2 separate regions of the Ovis canadensis genome follow, and region 2 is linked to region 1. The links are chromatin contacts, called in public Hi-C maps. All regions are on one chromosome and are shown on one strand. Each heading gives the region's core, a stretch centred on a gene start, on an enhancer-like site or on the middle of the called end of the contact. The rest is flanking DNA. Distances are from core to core; before and after follow the strand shown. Region 1 overlaps STK10 (serine/threonine kinase 10). Region 2 holds the start of STK10 (serine/threonine kinase 10).

Region 1 (3,471 bases), core at 924-3,423:
GGATCCCTAACCACTGGGATGACTGCCAGGGAGGTCCGACTGTTCCTTTTTGATTCCTGTGCAGTATTCTGTTGCGTGGCAATGGCACACGATATTCTTTCTGCGGCTGATGGCCACTTCTGTTTTAATAAAGCTGCTATGGAAATGCTTGTATAGGTCTTGGGTTTTGCGAAATCTTGAGGCCAAGTGGTATATGTTATATTCTGAGGCATTTTCAGAAATGTCACATCTCTAAAAGGTGAAAGTTATTTCATGGTCCTTGGAATACACCCAAGCTTTTAAGGCCTCAGGAGATTTTAAGGCCTACTGCAAGTCTGCCCTGCATCAGGGAGTGGAAAGGGACGCGGGATTCCTCAATCTCCCACACTCACCCAGGGCCGCTTAGAAAGGCACAGTGGCTCCCTGTGGCCCATGGCTAAGTCTCTGAGCTCCCAAAGCAGGGGGCCCAGGTTCGACCCCTGGTCAGGGAACTAGGTCCCACATAACACAACTAAAGGCCCGGCGCAGCCAAATAAATAACAATAAATAATTTTTTTTAAAAAAGAGAGGCATGTTAGGGGTGGTCATCAAGTTGGAATGTGCTCATTTGAAATTTGCAGGAAGGCTCCAGTGAAATTCACTGTTTTTACTGTCAGAAACTTTATCAGTAGAGGAACAGTGTCAACAGGATTGTAGGGTAGTATCTAAATGACTAAAGAGAATAAATTTTGTAGCACCCTGAAAACACATTCACAACAGATAGGGCTGCTACAGATCATTCTTATCTGCTCATTCGTTTTTATCTGTTCGGTTCATTTGTGAACGGCCAGGAGCAATACCTGTTCAACTGGGCACCTGACGCTGCGTCCCGGAAACCAACGTGGCTCACTCCTTTAGAGAGCTCTGTCGCTCAGACCACCCTAAGCCAGCTGCACTTCCTCTAGTCAGCACCAACTTTGAAAGGCATGAAGAATTTAATTTCTCATCCTTCTCTCCCACACCCCTCTTCATTCGGCGATTCACGCCTCGGTCCCATGTTGAGGCCAGCAACGTGGCAGGTGCTGAAATGAGGCCAAACAAGCAGACAGGCAAGGTCCCTGGCCTTGGGAAAGACGAGGGGCATGCCACCAGATGGCAAGAACACTTCTCAGGTCAGGTAAGAGGAGAGCAGAGGCTGGAGGAGCGTGGGCCTGGGGTGCTGGGGGGGTGGAGTCTGTTTAGGTCACAGGGGCCCCCTTGGGAGGGGACACTCAAGTTGAGACCTGAGGGGATATAGGGGGGCCGCCGACCAGGGAAAGTTCTGGGCACAGAGAATTCCAGGCAGGAGCATAAGCGAGTACAAAGGCTGAGCAAAGCAGTGCTATAAACAGGCACCCTTCAGAGGTGTCACTCCAGCAGCCAAGCGGCTCTGAAAGGTCTTGAGTTGGATGTTAATAACAGCTGACTCATTTTAAAAGACCCTGATGCTGGGAAAGATTGAGAGCAGGAGGAGAAGGGGATGACAGAGGATGAGATGGTTGGATGGCATCACTGACTCAATGGACATGGGTTTGGGTGGACTCCGGGAGTTGGTGATGGACAGGGAGGCCTGGCGTGCTGCGATTCATGGGGTCACAAAGAGTTGGACACAACTGAGTGACCAAACTGAACTGAGGGAAGCAGGAGAGTATAGCAGTGCACACTGCGGGCTCTACGCGTGAGACCAGGCTGCCCGGAGTAAAACCCCGCTTCCAACAACTTGGACAAGTCAACTTCTCTGAGCCTCAGTTTGCTCATCTGTACCCTAGGAATAATAGTATGGATGTTCTAAGCATTGTAGTAAGAGCTCAAAATATGGCTCAAAAAATCACCTGCATAATCACACCACTACCATCATCCTCATCACCAGCACCAGCACCACCATCACTACTTTCACCACCATCACCATCCCCACCACCATTATCACCACCATCAGAAGGATGGCAATCAGAAAAGCCTGTTAGCACCAGTCTGCACTCCCAGCCATTGCCGTTCCCTCCTGCATCCCCACAGAGCACAGTGCTTTAGAACTGAGGATGAGAATCAGATCCCAAATGTTTCCAAGCTTCACATTGCACAACCTCACACATGCGAACTTGAGCAAGAAGCCACGGGACACTTCACTCCAGAGGCTGAAGCAGACGCAGCAGAAACAAATGATGCAGACACAGGCTTCTGGAAACACCAGGTTTTCATCAAGCCACATCACATATTGACCAAATTAGTGGTTCTTCAGCTTGGCCAGAAGCTGTGCTTTCTTGAAGCTGAACATCTGCTCCATGGCCTCCCTTGAGTACCCCGGGGTCTTTAGGAAGTGGAGGGGGAACTGTGGGGAAGAAAGCTTCTGATGAAGGGCAGGCGAGCAGGGCCACTCCCCTGGACCCCAAGCTCCTGGAATCCCTGGGCAAGCGAGGCTGGCAGACAGAGCAGGCCCTCCTGTCTGATGAGGCCCAGAAGACCGCTTTGTAAGCTGCTCTGGGACACAAAGCACAGACACCCACTGACCCAGCTCTGTCACCTCCGGGATGTGTTTAAAAGGAGAGGCAGTGTGCAGCACAGGAAGGCGTGGGACCTTCCCCGGCAGCCAGCACGCTGTGTGCCACCTGGAGACAGGCTCATCTGGGCACAGGGTCCCTGGAAAGGTGCTCAGTTGCCCCCAAGAAAGACCCGGACCAGAGGGGACGCAGCAGTCTGCTCCCTCAGGACGAGGACAGCTGCTCTGTGCTGTCTCTGAGGCGAGCCCCATGAAGCCACAGAGCTTACCGACTGGCACCCAGCGTCCAGCCAGGATCTCTGCTGCCATCTGCGTGGTCAGCCTTCCAAAACATTGAGCCTAGTTTTCCTCTGTGTACTTAAAAGTCATCAGCCAGGAACTTCCCTGGTCCAGGGGTTAAGACTCCGCCTTCAATGTAGGCAGCATGGGTTAGATGCCTGGTCAGGGAACTAAGATCCCATATGCCACACAGTGTGACCAAATAAAAAAAGAAAACAAAAAAAGAAACCACCAACCGGGATATCCCACACTCCAAGACTAGCTTTAAAAAATGCCTAATAATAAAAATTTTAAAAAAATAAAAATAAAAATAAATAAATAAAAAATGCCTAATAACATTTCCAAGTTTTCAGGTATCAGTATTTCTCCTTCATTATCCTTTCCCCACCTCCTAACTTTCTTCCTTCTCTTCTCTCTCTCCTTCATGCATTCAGAGAGTGGTCAGATGGACAGGTTTGGAACCAGATGACCAGAAATCAGCTCTGTCACATACGTGCTGCGTGACCTCGTGCAGGCTACTTGACCTCCCTGTGTCTCAGCTTCTTATCATCTGTTTGACGGACAGCCAAACAATACCTACTTCACAGAGTCGTTATGAAGATTAAATTAGTTAACATTCGCTAAACATTTAGAATCAAACCTGGCATGGGAAAAAGGTTACACAACAGTTTACTAAGTAAAAATAAATATACTTAGCAAAT
Region 2 (3,604 bases), core at 365-2,864, 86 kb after region 1:
GGGTTTCTCTGAGTAAAGGGTTTCCTAGGAGGAAGGAGATAGGGGAAGGGTGCCGTCAAGCCCTGAGTGTTTTTTGGGGTCCCCAGTACGACTCAGAAACACAGAACTTCTTCTCAGGACTAAGACCCACACAATGCCTACAGCAAACGTGTCTAGAATTAATCAGCTATGCCCCACCCACCCCTCCACAAAAGCTCTCTGGCCTCCTATTCCTCTAGGGGAAAGGTGACTACAGGCTGGGAGACTCCCCAGCAGTGACTCATCCACATACTCAAATCTGACACCCGAAGCGCAGGATTCCAGAGGCCCTAACCTCCCGCTCTGCCGGCCCCAGCCTCCATTTCCAAGCCTAACCTCTCACTCCGAACCCCCCTACCCCACCCCCGGTCTCTCCGTCTCTGGCTCATCTTCAGGTGTGTCCCTAATTTCATCGGACCCAGCCCTTCCAGACGCAGCCCAGTTGCTCTGTGCCCATCGCCTCGGCACCCTCACAGCATCTGGGTGGACTCCCCTAAAAAGTACGCCTAGTCTCGGACGCTAAAGTTCTATAAGCGCCCCTTTGTCTCCCCCTGCGGCGCCGAGAGCCGTGCGGGGCGCACAGGAAGCGCTCGGAAAAAGCTTGGGGGCAGCCGCCGCGCCGTCAGGGGCGCAGGGGCTGAGCCGGGCTGAGTGAGGGGACCCCCCGCCCCCGGCAAAGGAGAAGGGTCACCGGGACCGGAGCCCGGGACTCCGCGGTCAGGACCGGGCAGCTCCTCCGGCTCTCCCGAGCCGCGGCCGAGACTGACCGAGGCCAGCGCCCCTCCCTTCCGGAGCGGCCCCACGCGCCCCGAGTCCCCCACTCTCGGCGCCCTCACCTTGTAAACCTTGCCGAAGGCACCGTCGCCTAGCTCGCCCACGATCTCCCACACCTCGTTGGGATCCAGGTCCCGGCGGACATGCTCGTATTCGCGGGACTTTCTCTTCTCGAAGGTAGACAGGCGCAGGATGCGGCGGAAATTGGCGAAAGCCATGGCTGGGGCGCGCGAGCCGGGGGGCGAGGTGGCGCGGCTGCCGCGGCCGCGAGGCGGAGGGGCTGGAGGGCGCCGCGGCGCTCGGGGGCTCTCCGCAGCCCGGCCCTTCCCCGCAGCCCGAGCCGGGTCAAGTGCGCCGGGGGCAGCTCGCGGCCTGAGCACCCGGAACCGCGCAGGCAGCCGCAGTCCCCGCCCCCGCTCGGTCCCGTCCCGGGGCCGCCTCCCGGTGCCGGCCCCGCTCGCGCCGCGCCCCTCGCCCAGCCTCGGGAGGCGTTCCGCGGACCCGGCTCCACCTGCCGCTCCCCGGCAACACCCGGAGACCCCCTAATTGGCTACGGGCGCTCCCCGGCTCCGCCCGTCGCCGCAGGGCACTCTGGAAACTGTAGTCCCCCGCGCGCCGCGCGCCCGCAAGCAACCGACTAGGCTTTGGATAGTTTAGGGGACGCTTCGGCGAGAGCGTCCCGGGGCTGGGAGGCCCCCAGAGTCACGTGGCCCCCGATATTTCTGCCAGAGCGAAAGGGGAACCAAACTGGCTCTTCGCGAGCGCCCACTGATTGTTGTCCAAAGACCAAGAGGGCGAACCGACATTAATCGCTGAATCCGCCCTGTAACTTCCCGGCAAAGCTGCTCTGCCCCCGCCCACTTTTCAGGTGGGGGCGCCGGGAGGGCTAGGCACCAGCTACACATCCTGTAGGCTGAGCCGGTGCGGTTTCCTCGGCGCGGTGCTGCCTCCTAGCGCGGGAGATGCCGGGTCCTGGCGGCAGTGGTCAGTCCTGGAGACCCAGGCTCCCCGTCTCGCTTCCCGCCTCGCAGGGGCTCTGCCCACCGAGATCCACCCACCGGCCAGGATTACAGGGCTAGGAGAAAGAGCTCCTTGCCTACCTACGCATCACATGCATCAGGATGGGTCTTCAGGTATATTTGAATATTAAGTAAAAGCTTTCTTATTCTTAATTTCCCAATTAAAAAAAATAAGATCCTTACACAGGGAGGCCTGGTGTGCTGCTGTCTTTGGGGTTGCAAAGAGTTGGACACGACCGGGAGACTAAACAACATACATAGAATTAAGTCTTCTGACTTAAGACCATCATTCTCGATTCTGGCCATTTTTTACTTGCCGCTGTTAACTGTCTCTAGGGCAGTTACACTTATATATAAATCTAAGTGGGTTCCAAACGGTGGGCAGCGTGTAAAGCTTCTTACGGTAACTCTCCCTCGTAAATAGAGCCTCAGTGAATGTCACATCCAATAGTTCCGGTCCCTATGGAGAAAATTCATGTTGAGGTGTTTTTACCACTCCGGAACTGCAGGCAAACACCAATTTGGAAAGACAGCTGCAGAAGCCTACGGTTGCTGGTAGGGGTCTGCATAAAGGGTGCCCTGAGTAAAGACTGAAACGTCTCCACCACTTAGTGAGTGGTTGCAACTGTAGAAAGTCTTAATCACCAGAAGAAGCAAACACAGCACAAGACTGGGCTCTCACCCACAAATAAGCCTCCCAGAGCAAGCTGGAAGGCCGGTCTTTCCCTGTTCCAGTCCACCTGACCAACTCTGTGAAGCAGCTGGGAGGACAGTGGGGAGGCTCTCCCATTGGGAGGAAGGGGCTCTGACTTAGGTCAGCCTAGGGGACTGTGAAGAAGGCTGAGCGCTGAAGAATCGATGCTTTTGAACTCTGGTGTTGGAGAAGACTCTTGAGAGTCCCTTGGACTGCAAGGAGATCCAACCAGTCCATTCTAAAGGAGATCAGCCCTGGGATTTCTTTGGAAGGAATGATGCTAAAGCTGAAACTCCAGTACTTTGGCCACCTCATGCAAAGAGTTGACTCATTGGAAAAGACTCTGATGCTGGGAGGGATTGGGGGCAGGAGAAGAAGGGGACGACAGAGGATGAGATGGCTAGATGGCATCACTGACTCGATGGACGTGAGTCTGAGTGAACTCCGGGAGATGGTGATGGACAGGGAGGCCTGGCGTGCTGCGATTCATGGGGTCGCAAAGAGTCGGACACGACTGAGTGACTGAACTGAACTGAACTGAACTGAGGGGTCTGGGAGTTGGAGGCCCAGGTTATCCCCAGGTCCAGTTATCCACAGGACTCTGTGAAAGCTCCAGAAAAAAATGAAGTAAGAAACAAAAATGGAGAGCTTCACTCAAAAATGTTATGTGAAAGAAACCAGACACAAAAGACCACAGGTTACATGATTCCATTTATAAGAAATGTCTAGAAAAGGCAAATCCATGGGGACAGAAAGCAGATTGATGGACTAAACTGAAATGGGCATGAGGGGTCTTTTTGGAGTGATGAAAATATTCTAAAACTGGATTATGGTGATGATGTAATAATTTGGCAGATTTAGTAAAAACCACTGAATTGTATACTTGAAATGGGTGTACTTTATGATATGTAAATTATATTTAAGTGAAGTTGTAAGAAATCAAACAGAGAGGTTTAACAAAACCAAGCTATATCTCTGAAATAATGAATAGACAAGACTGGTCAGAGACAAAAAAGGAGTTACAGAAAGGAAAATAGTCCCCAAGACAATGAAAATGAAGAGGAACATAGTATTAGGTACCATAGAGATTTGAAATCAC

Evidence for each region. A called contact is a pair of places that touch in the nucleus more often than the background predicts.
Region 2: a contact with region 1 is called in a Hi-C map of fibroblasts, with 2.8 times the contacts expected there. The contact joins the promoter of STK10 here to the enhancer-like site in region 1. A contact is called at or near these places in 2 of 2 Hi-C or Micro-C datasets (fibroblasts and lung).

Annotation. Positions count from the first base shown.
Region 1 is chr16:16,914,383-16,917,853 of ARS-UI_OviCan_v2, forward strand. All of the region lies in intron 7 of STK10 (serine/threonine kinase 10), which reads right to left. It overlaps LOC138421689 (a long non-coding RNA gene), which reads left to right. Exons shown (of 3, transcript XR_011249597.1): 2 at 810-1,135; 3 at 3,205-3,470. Among named protein-coding and RNA genes, the nearest start is that of FBXW11, 79 kb to the left of the region's middle. Within about 2 kb of position 2,174, the one cell type or tissue checked has open chromatin away from gene starts, as enhancers often do. A contact at or near this core is called in fibroblasts, where this site is marked.
Region 2 is chr16:17,001,325-17,004,928 of ARS-UI_OviCan_v2, forward strand. It overlaps STK10 (serine/threonine kinase 10), which reads right to left and starts at 1,615. Exons shown (of 21, transcript XR_011249595.1): 1 at 855-1,615.